Linked DNA regions of Mus musculus: region 2 is linked to region 1. A link is a contact called in public HiChIP or PLAC-seq data. All regions are on one chromosome and are shown on one strand. Each heading gives the region's core, a stretch centred on a gene start, on an enhancer-like site or on the middle of the called end of the contact. The rest is flanking DNA. Distances are from core to core; before and after follow the strand shown. Region 1 holds the start of Tcam1 (testicular cell adhesion molecule 1). Region 2 overlaps Map3k3 (mitogen-activated protein kinase kinase kinase 3).

The links. HiChIP or PLAC-seq counts read pairs in DNA pulled down with a chosen protein or histone mark.
Region 2: an H3K27ac HiChIP or PLAC-seq map of microglia shows a contact between it and region 1, with 3 times the contacts expected there. The contact joins the enhancer-like site here to the promoter of Tcam1 in region 1. A contact is called at or near these places in 1 of 484 Hi-C or Micro-C datasets (the G1E-ER4 cell line), 2 of 115 datasets of contacts at active chromatin or transcription factors (embryonic stem cells and microglia) and 3 of 9 other capture datasets (adipose tissue, liver and pancreatic islet).

What each region holds. Positions count from the first base shown.
Region 1 is chr11:106,274,717-106,282,195 of GRCm38.p6, reverse strand. It overlaps Tcam1 (testicular cell adhesion molecule 1), which reads right to left and starts at 5,474. Exons shown (of 8, transcript NM_001379686.1): 1 at 5,403-5,474; 2 at 218-293. The coding sequence starts at 272.
Region 2 is chr11:106,120,123-106,127,601 of GRCm38.p6, reverse strand. It overlaps Map3k3 (mitogen-activated protein kinase kinase kinase 3), which reads right to left. Exons shown (of 16, transcript NM_011947.4): 6 at 3,696-3,816. Among named protein-coding and RNA genes, the nearest start is that of Gm10840, 36 kb to the left of the region's middle. Within about 2 kb of position 4,736, at least 106 of the 459 cell types and tissues checked have an H3K27ac peak or open chromatin away from gene starts, as enhancers often do. A contact at or near this core is called in the G1E-ER4 cell line, adipose tissue, liver and 1 more, where this site is marked.

The sequences.
Region 1 (7,479 bases), core at 4,225-6,724:
AGGCTCTCTGCCACCCACAGTGGGCGGGTCTTCCCACTCCAATGAAACAAATCCAAATGATCCACCACAAGACAAGCCCAGAGGCTCATCTCTCAGGAGCTCCTAGCTCGAATCAAGTTGAGAACTGAGATTCACCATCACCCCATCCCCTTCTCCGTGATGACCCATGTGTGTCCTGGCACATAGTGACTTAAGAAATGTGTCTAGATACCCTCACCTGGACAAGGGATCAAGGCCAGCAGTGTCCAGACACCCAACAGAAGCATTTTCATTCTTGGGAGAAAGTCCAAAAGCTGGGGAAAAAGGAAAGAAAGAAGAACTGGAGAGATACAGTTTCATTAAATTTCCATAATAACTTACGTGTATTAGTGATTTCCCTGTGTATGTGCCGGTGTACCACACGTGTTCCTGGTGCCTGTGGGGATTCAGCGCTGGCTCTCCTGGGACTGGAGGTATAGAAGACAGTGAATAACCCTGGAGGGTCTGGGAATCCAACTCCAGGCCTCTGCAAGAGCAACCAGTGCTCTTAACCTCCGAGCCAACTCTCCAGTCTGGAGAATAATTTTATAAATAAAGAGGTGTAAAAGGAAGTGATTTGCTGTAGTTCCTGCCTACAGTCAAGCACCCGAGGTGGAAGCAGGGGGATCAGGAGTTCAAGGTCACCCTCCTTTACTGTCCCTGGAGAGTTGGGGGTTAGCATGGGCTACACGAGACTTCATCTCAAAAAAAATTTTAAAAAAGAACTGGAACACACACACATATATTCATATATTTATGTTCACACATATTTTATATATGTGCATGCATGCATGTGTATGAAACCAGAAACTTCACTATAGCAAGACTCTCAGTGTGGTCTTGAAAGAACTTCCTGCAGCCAACTGATTTAAGTTCGGTCCTTGTTCAAGGACAGGAAGGCATGAGGAGGACGGGAATGTATTGACTGTATTGCACATATCCTTTTCCTAGTTTGTCTTGTCTATTAAACTGAGTCCAAAAAAAGTATGTCAGCAGGGAACCACTAAACATGGTGATTGGGGAGATGAAATCTAGTTGGCCATGTTCAGTGCAAAGTGACCCTGAACCCAGCGAACACAGTCACTGGAAGCTTGCTCTCTGGGAGAAATGTTTCCATCTGGCCTCTTCAGAACCTCTGTGAAACATCTCTCAAGATCATTGTCTCTCCCTGGTTCGCCACCACATTCAACAGACAAATGGCTCCCCTTCAGCTGGCTCCACTGCTGTAGTCCGGGTCCATGCTTAGGTCACCTGCCCCTGTTCTGTTTCTTTTTATTCAAACAAAACAAAACAAAACCCCCATCTAAACTAACTTCTAGAAGTTTCCCCCATTCCCATTTCCTTTCCTCTTTGTTTGTTTCCCCCAGGGAACACAGCTGAGGCCTCTGGTAGGCTAGACAAGTGTTCTACTCTGGGTCTCATCTCCAGCCAGCCAGGAGCCTTCTTGCTTTGTTTTGATTTGGGGGTTGGTTTTTTGTTTTGTTTTGTTTTGTTTTTTGTTTTTTTGAGACAGGGTTTCTCTGTATAGCCTTGGCTGTCCTGGAACTCACTCTGTAGACCAGGATAGCCTTGAACTCTGAAATCTGCCTGCCTCTGCCTCCCAAGTCCTGGGATTAAAGGTGTGCGCCACCACACCCGGCTTGTTTGTTTTATTTTGGTCTTTTTTTGTACATATGTAACAGGCATATCAAAAGTAATACTTCCAAGTGAATGTTACTTTTCCAAAATAACCACATTAAGTGCCAGCACACTTTTAGTTCTTCCTAGCACTTGGCAGGCAGAGACAGAGGCAGGTGGAGCTCTATGAATTCAAGGCCAGCCTGGTTTACATACTGAGTTCTGGGCCAAAGATGATATACCATTATTCAAAAGTCTGTTGGAAGTGATTTATAACTAGCTTTTAAGTTACACAGGAAAAATCACTTTCTTTATTAAATTCTCCCTTTGTGTGTGTGTGTGTGTAAAAAAAGAAAACAGTGTTAGCCATGGGAGTTGTCAAACTTAGTTCCAGTTACTTACAACTCTTTTTTGTTTGTTTGTTTTTATTTTTGTTTTGTTGTTGTTGTTTTCGAGACAGGGTTTCTCTGTGTAGCCCTGGCTGTCCTGGAACTCACTCTGTAGATCAGGCTGGTCTTGAACTCAGAAATCCACCTGCCTCTGCCTCCCGAGTGCTGGGATTAAAGGCATGCGCCACCACACCCGGCATACTGAATGAATTTCCAAATGTAAGCTGGGTAACAATTCTGAAGGAAATGTCCCCAGACGGGACAGATGGCATCCATGCATTTTTATAAATGTATTGTTGAGCATGCCAGGCTCCAAGTAAAATGGGGAAGAATCAGCCAGGTGCTGATGGCACACGCCTTTAACTTCAGCACTCAGAAGGCAGAGGTAGATGGTTCTCTCTGAGTTCAAGGTCAGCCTGGTCTAGATAGTGAGTTCCAGGACAGCTATGGCTAGACAGTGAGACTGTGTCAAAGAAGAAGAAAGGAGGAAGAGGAAGAGGAGGAGGAGGAGGAGAAGAAACATCTTTATCCTGTAGAAATGGATTCCTTAAAGTTTAGTAGGAAAGGCAAATGTAAAGATACCTTTGCTAAGTGATGTAATGAAAAGTTAGACCTAAGGATGTGCCTCAGTTGCAGAGTCCTTGTCAGTCATGTATTGCATTCAAACGGTGGCATGGTGGGTAGCAGGTGGCCTCAATATTTTGTAAACTTTCCATAAGATGTAGAAAATATTGGTTGGGGATATGGAGGACCTGAGTTCAAATAAAAATCTGGACGTGGCCATGCAAGCCTGTAAGCCCAGTCCGGGCATAGTGGCGCACGCCTTTAACCCCAGCACTCAGGAGGCAGAGGCAGGCGGATTTCTGAGGCCAGCCTGGTCTACAAAGTGAGTTCCAGGACAGCCAGGGCTATACAGAGAAACCCTGTCTCCAAAAAAAAAAAAAAAAAAAAAAAAACAAAAAACAAAAAACAAAAACCAACAAGCCCAGTCCTAAGAGGGGCCAAGACAGGATTGCTGGGGCTTGTCGGTTAGCAGCCTAAGTTGAGTGAGAGACGCTGGCTCAAAGGAACAGATACACTGCAGTCAAACTGGTTGGTTTTCCCTGTAGTTGCTACTAGTTTAGGTCTGTGCCCCTCAGTAGACACAGGAAAACAGGGAAAGGTGAGGGTTCTTTTTGGTCATCACCCTATCACCCCTCACCCCTCATCTCCACACCTGTGTTTATCCTTCCTTCCTTGTTTCTTTCCATCCTTTCTTTCTTCCTTCCTTTCTTTTATTTTGAGACAGGATCTTGCTCTATAGCCCAGGCCAATCTGTATTTATCCTGGGCTAACCTTGAACTCACAGTCTTCCTGACTTGGTTTTTCCAACGCTGGGTTAAAGGCTTGTGCCACCATCCCAGGTTCCCAGACACTCTGTGCGCTACGCTGTGTCATGCCCTCCTCCCATCTGCCTGTCACACCCACAGCTCTAATCCTTCATCATTTTGTCAGCATGCATTTGATCTGATTCTGAGTGAGCCAGCACTCAGCCTACACTTGTCTGGTCACTCCGAGGCTGGCAGTCTTAGCATCTGCTCCCTCTATGGTCTATGTATTCCTTGGTTTATTCTGTAAAATATATCCCAACTTAGAGAACTTAAATTGTTTTTTTTTCTTTGGCTTTGTTGTTTTTGAGACAGCCTCACGTGGCCCAGGCTGGCTGGCCTTGAACTTGCTATGTGGCTGTGGATGACTTTGAACTCCTGATCCTCCTATCTCTCCCTAATGCTGGGACTACAGGAGTGTAACACCAGGACCAGCTAGGATTAAACTACTGGAAAGTTCAGGCCCACGGTCCAGACCCTTGGGGATTGGCTGTGGGACAGGACCTATCCCAGATGTGTGAGGTATGGCTTCAGCCACATCCTGTGCTTTGGACGTTGGGTTCTCGAGGCCCATTCGCATTCAAGTGTTCCTGAGGTTTCTCCTAAGCGGGAGCCACACTCCAGCCTTTGCCTCCTCTCTGCCTGGGAGCCATCCCCTCCTCCCCTTGCTCTCTGCTCATCTCTTAGGAGGTCCCTTTACCCTGACTACTCTCTCTTCAGCCCTCAGCACCCACAATGTCGGTCCGTTTTCCTTTCCTATCCTACACATCACCTCTAACACATTTACGGTGGCCATGCCCTGTAAGTGTTACCACGGAGAGAACCTAAATAACTCCCCCTAATTTCAGTTGTTCTCTGTTAACTTAAAAAGCTACTCACTGTGAAGGTCACACAGTGTAGCAATGCAGTGTTGGTCTTCCAGTTATAGATTGCAACTGACCACAGTTAAGAATGGTTGCCTGGGTTACTTTTTTTTTTTTTTTTCTAAACATCCTGAAGACTGAAAGCACTCTTCAATCCAGCCTTGGATGAGTGATTGGAGAGAATAAAGAGGCCTGCCTCTGTCTTCAGACAGTGTTGCATGCAGATATATGGGACCATTTGAAAACACTTTGGTTCAAAAGGATAATACGGGGTTAACTTGACCTAGAGCCCACCCCCCTTTAAAGTCACCTACAGCAGTGGTGACTACAATCATCAGTCCATGAAATTAGCAAAAAGGGACAGCACTGCCTAACCCTGAGTCCTGGAAAGTCCTGACTTTGTCTCAGAAAACATGACCACTACTGTCAGCCAGCTCTGAATTGAGAAGCATCTTTGGCCACTGAATAAAGATCTCTCTTGCCAATGGCTTGTGGTGGTGGTGGTGGTGGTATGCCAGGAACATTTTTCCAAGTTTCCGCTGTGCCTCTCTTCCCTGAACTAAAAGGCTGTGTCCGGCCAGGCATGGTGGCACATGCCTTTAACCCCAGCACTTGGGAGGCAGAGGCAGGCGGATTTCTGAGTTTGAGGTCAGCCTGGTCTACAAAGTGAGTTCCAAGATAGCCAAGGCTACACAGAGAAACCCTGTCTCGAAAAACCAAAACCAAAACCAAAAAAAAAAAAAAAAAGAAAGAAAAAAAGAAAAAGAAAAAAGGCTGTGTCTGTCTTCCTTGCACTATAAACACCATGAAGGAAGGGTCCCTTGTTTTAGCCACTGATGGGTTCCTACAGACTGGAACGGTTATAGCAATTACCAATGGTGGAACCAAAGGAAATATAAACTAATACTTGTGGGAAGGAACACTTGGATGGGGGATCAAAAGGCCAGCCTTCGCTGGGAAAGTGGCGTGCATACAGTTGAGTCTGAAGGCATTTAACGGCAGTATTTAAAACACTTGGAAATAGATGGGAACCAAATACTTCCAGGCGTGTTGGCTAACTCCCCCACCTGCTAGCTGATCCTCTCCTGGATTTCACAAGTACAAACCGACATAAATCCAAGCAAACCAAATAGGACCCAAATCCTCACTGAGTCAAAGCGGTCGTCTTGCCCCTCTTGCCTCACTGCCGAACCTTCCTCGATGCTTGGGGACCTCAGACTGAACAGCGACATCGCCAACGCGCTCGAAACCACCACGTGCGGCAACCGTTGAGTCCGTGCTCCTGTAAGGGGCGCTGTGCGCCTGTGCTGCGCCGAAGTCCCCTGATCTGCCCAGAAACTCGTGACGCTTACTCTGCCTCTTAACAGGATTGGCTGAGAGGAGAAGCGTGAACAAATAGCTTAAAAAGCTGGGTGCTTCGGAAGAAGAGTAGGGAAGCCATCTCCTGCTTCGAAAGGAGTGCGGATTTGTCTCTAGACAATCGCTACTGAGCGAGGCTTGGTGATGCAGACCCATAACCCTTGCTTATGGGAGCTGGTGGCAAGAGAAATACCAGTGCAAGGTCATGCCTTGATACTTGGGCTGTTGGTAGACAATAAGCTAGGTGGGGACAGACAGTAAAGTCAACCATGCCGCACTAAGCTCTTTAGACAGGCTTTCCCAAAAGTTACCGGCGTTTAGACTATGTAGAGCGGTGGGGTCCTTTACAGGCAATCCTGCGATCGCGTGATACAGCAAAGCAGGGCTGTTCCCAAAGTCGGGATGGAAGGGAAGGTGGAAGCGCCTCTCCTATCTCAGACTCAGCTCAGAGTCCCTGAGAGTTCTGAGAAGCCCAGAGAGCTACATTCTGAAGTCCCCTGATGAAGATAAGTGAGGACACTCGGGTTCGTGGATGGAAGTGTTCTGATTTGCTTTCTCGGGGAAAAGAAATGCCAGAGGATTGGCTAGGGTGGCCCATGCAGGAAGCCAGTTGGATGGGGTGGAAGACATGCTGAGGAGCTAGGAAAGATTTGGGAAAACAGAAGTACGTGATTCAGAATGGGGGTGGGGGTGGAAGATGACGGTGGTGTCGAGAAAGAGAAAGCTCTAAGCTGTTGTCACCACCTTGCCTTTTACCCCTAGCATGGACTCTAACCCTTCGAAACCATAAGGCCAATTAAATGGGTTTTGTTTGTTTGTTTGTTTTTAAAGACGGGGTGTCTTTGTGCAACACGGCTTTGTAGACCAGGCTGGCCTTGAGCTCACAGAGATCCACTTGCCTCTGTCTCTTGAGTGCTGGGACCAAAAGTCTGCACCCCCCACATGCAGTTTAAGTGTTTCCTTTTCTAAATTGCTTTGGTCATCACATTTTGTCACAGCAATAGAAAAATAGCCAATATCACCGGAAAACAGCTTTAATGTATGAGCTATGTCTCCATCCCTGCAGCATCCTTTTTACTGACCATGTAACACTGTTTCATGTGCATTATCTGATTCTCTGTTGTCAGACACTGATGCTGTTACATGATATAAAGAAAACACTAGGACCATAACAGCAAGCCTTGGCTCTACAGAGCAGCAAGTCAAACTTGGCTGACCCCACAGAAGATTCACAGGCCAGTTCATGCAGGCTTAGCTTTCCTGCTCTTTGAACAAAGGAGCCCCTCCCCCACCTTCTGGAGACAGGATCTTATTATGTACACTGTAGCCAATAATGAAACTGACCTTCCACTTCTCTGGCCTTCACCTCCCAAGTGCTGAGATTACAGGCATGCATGACCACACCCAGCTTTATGTGGTGCTAGGGATGGGAGGCAGGGCTCCACGCATGCTAGGCGAGCACACTGCCAACGCCGTTATATTCCCCAGTCCAGAGCAAAGAAGCCGATATGACACGCTAGCTTAGGAGTAGAAGAAAACATCTGGCAAACACTGATGGCAGAACCCAAGCAAAGCTGTAAACGTTACAAGTCATTTTTTCCTTCCAAAAGAGCCTTTCCAGACTTCATAAGCTCCTCTTTGCCAAGCCTTTGTCACTGCAGCCCCAGAAGCCAATTAAATGAAGTTTCTTGGGATGTTCCAGGATGGGAAGCTGAGCTCCTAGGACCTAATTCCATGTTCTTTTACATCAGCTCTGGTCCCTCCACTGTCTGCAGATTCTATACTTTAGATTGCCTGTTAGATTATGTATGTAAAGACTGTGATCACAGAAGAGTTGTGTGTGTGTGTGTGTGTGTGTGTGTGTGT
Region 2 (7,479 bases), core at 3,487-5,986, 150 kb after region 1:
TTTTTCTTCCTTCCTTCCTTCCTTCCTTCCTTCCTTCCTTCCTTCCTTTCTTAGGGGAAAGTCTTTTTTTTTTTAATTCTTTAAGATTTATTTATTTTATGTATGTGAGTACACTGGCGCTATCTTCAGACACACCAGAAGAGGGCATCAGATCCCAGTACACACAGTTGTGAGTCACTATGTAACAGTTGCTGGGAACAGAACTCGGGTCCTCTGGAAGAGCAGTTAGTGCTCTTTTTTTTTTTTTTTTAAGATTTATTTATTTATTTATTTTATATAGCTGTATAGATGGTTGTGAGCCATCATGTGGTTGCTAGGAATTGGGAATTGAACTCTGGACCTCTGCTCCAGCCCCGTTAGCTCCGGCCCAAAGATTTATTTATTATTATATATAAGTACACTGTAGCTATTTTCAGACACTCCAAAAGAGGAAGTCAGATCTCATTAAGAATGGTTGTGAGGGCTGGTGAGATGGCTCAGTGGGTTAGAGCACCCGACTGCTCTTCCGAAGGTCCAGAGTTCAAATCCCAGCAACCACATGGTGGCTCACAACCATCCGTAACGAGATCTGACTCCCTCTTCTGGAGTGTCTGAAGACAGCTACAATGTACTTACATATAATAAATAAATAAATCTTTAAAAAAAAAAAGAAAGAAAAGAAAAGCTATTAAAAAAAAAAAAAAAAGAATGGTTGTGAGCTACCATGTGATTGCTGGGATTTGAACTCAGGACCTTTGGAAGAGCAGTCAGTGCCCTTAACCACTGAGCCATCTTCTCCAGCCTGAGGGAAAGTTCTTATATAGTACAAGCTGACTTCAAACTTACTATATAGCCAAGGGTGGCTTTGAATTCCTGATACCTAGCCTCTAAAATGCTAGCATTTTACAAGCATACACTCCAACATCCAGTTTCTTCTCCAATAAGTTTTAAGTATTGTTTTCCTTTTCTTGATAAGATGTGATGTATTTTGTAGCTGGGAGTATGGCTCTGTGTGTAGAGCAATTGCCCAGCATGTCCAAGGTTCTAGGTTCAAATCATATCACTGCTTAAAAAACAACCCAAACGCAAACACATACACACAACATCCACATACCACACACAAACCAAACGTTTTGTGTCAAAACACACATGGGATTTGAAAAGGTATTGCTTCTTTATGACTTTTTATTTTGGATTTTATGTTTTGAGACAGGGTTTCAAAGGTCTAGGCTGGCTTTAAACATCTGATGTAGATGAGAAAGCCCTAAACTCTTATCTTCCCACCTAAGTCATTCATGGTGCCATGATACCCAAATTAGCTTTTGTTTTATTTTGCATTTTCAGACAGGGTTGGCTCCATGTTGTCTGCATGTGTCACAATGCCCATCTTCCCTATGGTTCCTATTTTTACTAAATTATACTTAAAATAGTATTTTTGTTATGGAATTACAGAAGTTTTCTCATTTTTTTGTTAGTGTGTATGGCTTTTTGTTAATTTGTTTTGAGACAGGGTCTCACTGTGTAAGCTGTGACTGGTCTAGAATTCTATGCAAATGAGGCTGACCTCAAACTCACAGGGATCCACCTGCCTCTGCTCCTGAGTGCTGGGGTAAAAGGTGTGTATATGAGTCACCATACCCAGATGCTTGGTTTTTGAGACAGGGTCTGATGTGGCTTAGCTGGTCTGTCACTCACAACATAAAGCAGGCTGGCTTTCTTACACTCTGGGCATTCCTTTTATTTCTGCCTTCTGAGTGCTGAGTTCATAAGACACACTATCATACCCGTGTTTGAGAGTTTACTTTTAATACCCTACTACAAAGGCTATGTTTATAAAAGGTCTGTATTTTCTTGGGGGGAAAAAAGTCTCTTTTCTATAGTTTCTAAATACATCCAATAACTAATGTCTTAAAATTATTAGCTCTCAAAGAGTCTTTAATTAACAAAATGGATTTTTGCACTTCATTAAAATTTCTAAAACAATGAATGTGGTAGCTCATGCCTGAGGGAGATCCCAGCACTGAGGGAGAAAGGCAAGAGGATTGTAAGTTCTAGGGCAAGCAAAGCCACATACTGAGTTTCAGAGAAGCTAGAGTAAGACCTTATGTTTAAAAAAAAAAAGGACTACAGTAAAAAGGCCAAGTTGGAGAGTTAAAAGACAGCTCAGTGGTTAAGAGTACTTGCTACTCTTGCTGAGGACTGGGATTAAGCTCCTATTAGCCACAACTGTCTGCAATTCTATTTCTAGAAAATTAAATGCCCTTTTCTGGCTTCTAAGGACATTTGTCGTCCACATGATGTACATACATTCAGAAACACACATATACACATTTAAAAAAAAAATCAAGTTGCTATTATTTCTCAGGTTCCAGACAATCAGATTTTTAGGACATTCTGCACAGGGTCTATTGCAATCTTGCCTCTTTCTCTTCAACTAGCTTATGAAAACATACCCATCAATTACTTAAAAATCTGAAAATCATTTACATTCAAACATGCAGCTACAAACATTAAATATGAGTGCCTGAGTTCCAGAAATTACTCAGTGAGGCAACGCCAGTGTCTCAGCAGCTCGTTTCTCCTGGCTACTCTCTTGGGAAGAGCATCACTCTGAAGCAGAACAAGGTTAAATCCTCCCAGAGCCAGCTCGGGATCTGCAGAGAGCAGCTAAATTTGAATGAATTCTCTCTAGTGTGAAAAGGAAAACCTGGCTTCCTAGTGGCAGCAGCAGGTGTCTCAGATCATCAGGGTAGCAGGCACATGCAAATGTTTGATAAAGCATAGTTCTTTTAGATTTTTAAAAAGATTCGTTTATATGTATTTACACATAGATATGTGTGCATGTGAGTGCAGATGACCACCAAAGTCTGCAAAGAGAACTGAATTCCCTAGAGCTGCAGTGACAGGCAGTTTAGAGCCACTTGTCATGGGCGCCAGAAACTGAACTTTGGTCCCTGAAAGAATAGTACCTATTCTAAACCACTGAGCATCTCTCCAGCCTCCAGATTTCTACCTTGATAAAAATCCCACAGTTCAAGAAATGGGCTTTCTCCTCAAATCCTTTGCTGGCTAGTTCTATGTTAACTTGACACAAGCTAAGTGTCATCTGGGAGGAGGAAACCTCAACTGAGAAAATGCCTCCATGAAGACAGGGCTGAAGGCAAGCCTCTAAGAGAGACCTTAACTAAGAGAGACCTTGAGAAGTATCCAGAGGAACACTGTATTTTCTGCTATATAATGCACAAGCCTGATTTAGAACGAACGCCTTCCTCGGGAGGTCTAGCAGCATCTACATAATTTCTTTGCTGTTCAGTTGTACATACTCTGTCAATGCTGAGTCTCCAGGGTAACTCAGCTGACTGTCAGCGTCTTCCATGAAGCCCAGGATTTCTTAGGAGTAAGCAAGAAGCCTGTGCTCAAAACTAAAATGCAGACCTGACCCCTAACTTGACAGGTCCCCTGCGAGTATTCAAACGAATCCCTAAGATCACTTTCTCAGGGATGTTTAAAACAAATTTAACCATGTCATCCTATTATTATATTCTAAGATCCTCAAAAGTCCAGGTCATTTCATGTCCCCTCTACCCCAAATAAAAATGTAGAGCACTACTTTGCATAGTGATAGTCAACGAGCATTTGATGACTGTTTAGTAGTTGAATATTTTAAATGTGAACACATCAAATTTACAAGGATAGTAAAGAAGAAAGAGACTTACTGACAGACAGGTGCCTGCTTCTGGGCTCAGGAGCTTGGTAGATGGTATTTATATCCCCTGCAGACTGGGAAGGCTTGATCCGAACCTGCCTGGACACTCCAGAGTGGGGAGAGGAACTAGTCTATAAGAGAGGAGGCAAAAGTGTGAGCTACATTTTAAGTAATCAGGTCTATGAAGGATCTTCGTCTTTCCTTAGGACTCTCACACTCCTCAGGCACCTTTTAATGCGTTAGCTACCAGGTTTTTCAGGAAGTCTCAATCCTCACTTGCCACATCACTATGCTTGCTGTATGTTCACAGCTTCAGTGATAATTAAGCACTAAGATCTGCTGCCCCGACTCAAGAGGTGATGACCCAGATGCAGAAGAGTAACAGACATCCACGTAGTAATCCGTCACACAAGAAAGCGCTGTAAATACCCTCTCATAAAACTAGCTATCGAGAGGATGAAGAGGCGGCTCAGCAGCTAAGAGCACTGGCTGCTTTTACAGACGACCCAGGTTCAGCTCCCTGGACCTACATGGCAGCTCAAAACTAACTCCAGTTCCAGAGGACTCAACACCCTCTCTGGCCTCCTGCATTCATCATTAATCCTGCTAGCCCAGTCAAGATACCAGGCAAGAAATTAAATTGAAACACTGAGAAAGCTTAAAACTGAAAACTGAGGATGAGCAAGTTATACTAGGACATAATTTAAAAAAAAAAAAAAAAAGCATTACCAAGAGTAAAAATAGGAGCTACAATTTGGGCTAAAGTTTTTTGCTTGCTTCTCTGTATCTCTTCTACCTCCCAACAGGGGGGAAAGTACCACATAAACAATCTCTATATCCTGTCCTTCAGGAAAAAGGTTTCCCGCTTCCAGGGGCAAGTCCAGCTGCCAAGCAGCCTTCTCCAGCCTTCCCATGCCAGACTTTATCACATGGAGGGTTGTCTTGACAAACTGTCTTGCTTTAACAGGAAGTCAGAAACAAGGGGAAGTGAATGTTCTTGCTGAAGCCTCCGATGTGCAATAGCTCTCTGCTGAGAGTCAGAAAGGAAAAAACAGTCCAAACCACATACTGGGGGGAAAAGGGCAAGGAGGGGCCCCACAGCCCTGCAGTTAGGGAAAAAGCTATACGATGGGTATCCAAGGTCCTCTGCTTAGATGCAAAGCCTTTTACATAGTGGGCATTGACTCTATCTTGGCAAAACATGGATTTAAAATGTATCAAAGAACATATACTCTAACATTCAGTTTTTAAAAATCTATAAACTGGGGGTAGGAGGGGCTGGAGAGTTCAGAAAAGCACTAGTTGTTCTCTCAGAGGGCTCAGGTTTGATTCCCAGCACCAATATGACAGACAGCTCACAACTGTATATAACTCCAATTCCAGGAGATCTAACACCCTTTTCTGGCCTCTATGAACATCAGGCACACATGTAGTACAGGCAAAACACCAATACACAGTTGGGCTCAATCTCCAGCACTGAGTAAAACTAGTCATGGTGATGCATATCTGTAACTCCAGCACTCTGTGGGTGGAGGGAGGAGGATCAAGAAGAACAAGATCATCCTTAGCTACATGGTGAGTTCAAAATAAGCTTGGGCCGGGCGTGGTGGTGGCGCACACCTTTAATCCCAGCACCCGGGAGGCAGAGGCAGGCATATTTCTGAGTTCGAGGCCAGCCTGGTCTACAGAGTGAGTTCCAGGACAACCAGGGCTATACAGAGAAACCCTGTCTCAGAAAAACAAAACAGAACAAAACAAAACAAGCTTGGGCTAGAGACTTCCTCAAAACAAACAAACAATTATTTAAATACACAGTAACAAAGGCTGGATGGGGCAACTGCAGAAAATGGTGATCCACAGAAGAGAAATAAAAGGGTCAACATTTATCAGTGACAGGAATCAAAGACCAAAGATTTAGCATGCTGGAGCAGTGCACTCCAGTGTGATCTCTGGTGCCAGTCTATGAACTAGCAGCACACTGGTAACCAGTAATGTACAGTAATTCTGGAAATATAGCAATTTGGCAGAGGAACCTTACATTGACTGAACATAACAATTGAAAACTATGGGCTTATAGTTATAGGTGTTCATGTTTCCATGGATGCGTGTTAAATCCAGGACCAGGGCTTTGCACTTACTAGGCAAGCATTCTACCACTGAACTGGCTACAAACCCCAGTCTATCGGCTTTATATTTTATACTTCACTTTTCTATTCCTTCTTGAGACAGGGTCTCTCTACTCTATAGCTCTAGTTGTTCTGGAACTCACTATGTAGACCAGGCTAACTCTGAACTACCAGAGAGATGTTCTTGCTTCTTATGTCTCCTGAGTGCTATGATTAAAGGTGTATACCATCAACCCCAGCCCTATTTCACTTTTCAAATTAAAAAATAAATACATGGTTAATGAAAAATTAGAAATCAAAAGGACAAAACTGATATTTCATGTGCATAAATGTAGATGACATGGATTAATGATGGGTGTATTTCCTTGGTCTGCACCTTTTAAAACAATTACTTACTTAAAAATCACTTGGGGGGGGGGCGCTTGAGACAGGGTTTCTCTGTATAGTCCTAGCAGTCCTGGAACTCACTTTGTAGACCAGCTGGCCTCGAACTCAGAAATCCACCTGCCTCTGCCTCCCGAGTGCTGGGATTAAAGGCTGCGCCACCACTGCCTGGCCATACTATTTATTTATGTATTTACTTGCTTCTGTGTGCACATGTATAGAGCTCAGAGGAGAGCTTTTGAGAGTCAGTTCTTGCCTTCCACCATGTAGGCTCGAGACCAAACTCAGGTCATGAAGGTTGGCAGTTAAGTGCCTTTACTTCCTGAGTCATCTCAATCAATCTATCTATCTATCTATCTATCTATCTATCTATCTATCTATCTATCTATCTATCTATCAACTATCAGAGGCAGAGTCTCATTATGTTGCCCTGGCTGACCTTTTTTAGTCTGTGTGTACATGTATATGTGAAGGTACATATATGCCATAGCATGTATACGAAGACAACTTTTGGGAGTTGGTTTTTTTCTACCATGTGGGCCCTCAGAATAGAACTCAGGTTGTTAAGATTAGCAGCAAGAGCCTTTACCCACTAAGAGACTTGTCACCCCATCTTTATTTCTCCTTCTATTACTACTACTACTACTACTACTACTACTACTACTGCTGCTGCTGCTGCTTTTGAGTAAGGGTCTCACTGCTGGTGGCCCCCAAAAATCACAAAAATCTGTCTGCCTCTGCCTCCCAAGTGTCGTGGTTAAAGGCATTCCCCACCACACCTAACCTCCACTGTTATTGTTAAATGTAAGTATTAATACTAAAAATAAAAACAGTTTAAATTTGTCAATAGTAAACCACCAAAAAAATTTATGTAATTATGGTATATCTTGTGAAGGAAATTATGTGCCATTGTAAATTATAATTATGAAGAATAAACACCAGCACAATGTTCATGACAATATTAAGTAAAAGCATAACTTAAGAGACTTGCAGAAATAGCACTAAAACATTTACATAAAGTATGTACACATAAGTTAGAAACTCAAAAGGTATGTGTAGAAATAAACCAATTAATGTATTATGGCAAGGACTATGTACAACTGCTTTGCCTTTTTAAATGTGTAACTTTAAATCAGTGGTTCTCAACTTTCCTAATGTTTTGACCCTTTAATACAGTTCCTCATGTTGTGGTGACCCCTCCAATCAGAAAATTATTTTCATTGCTACTATTACATTCATTTACAATGTAAATGTAAATTATTTTCATTTACATTACTATTATGA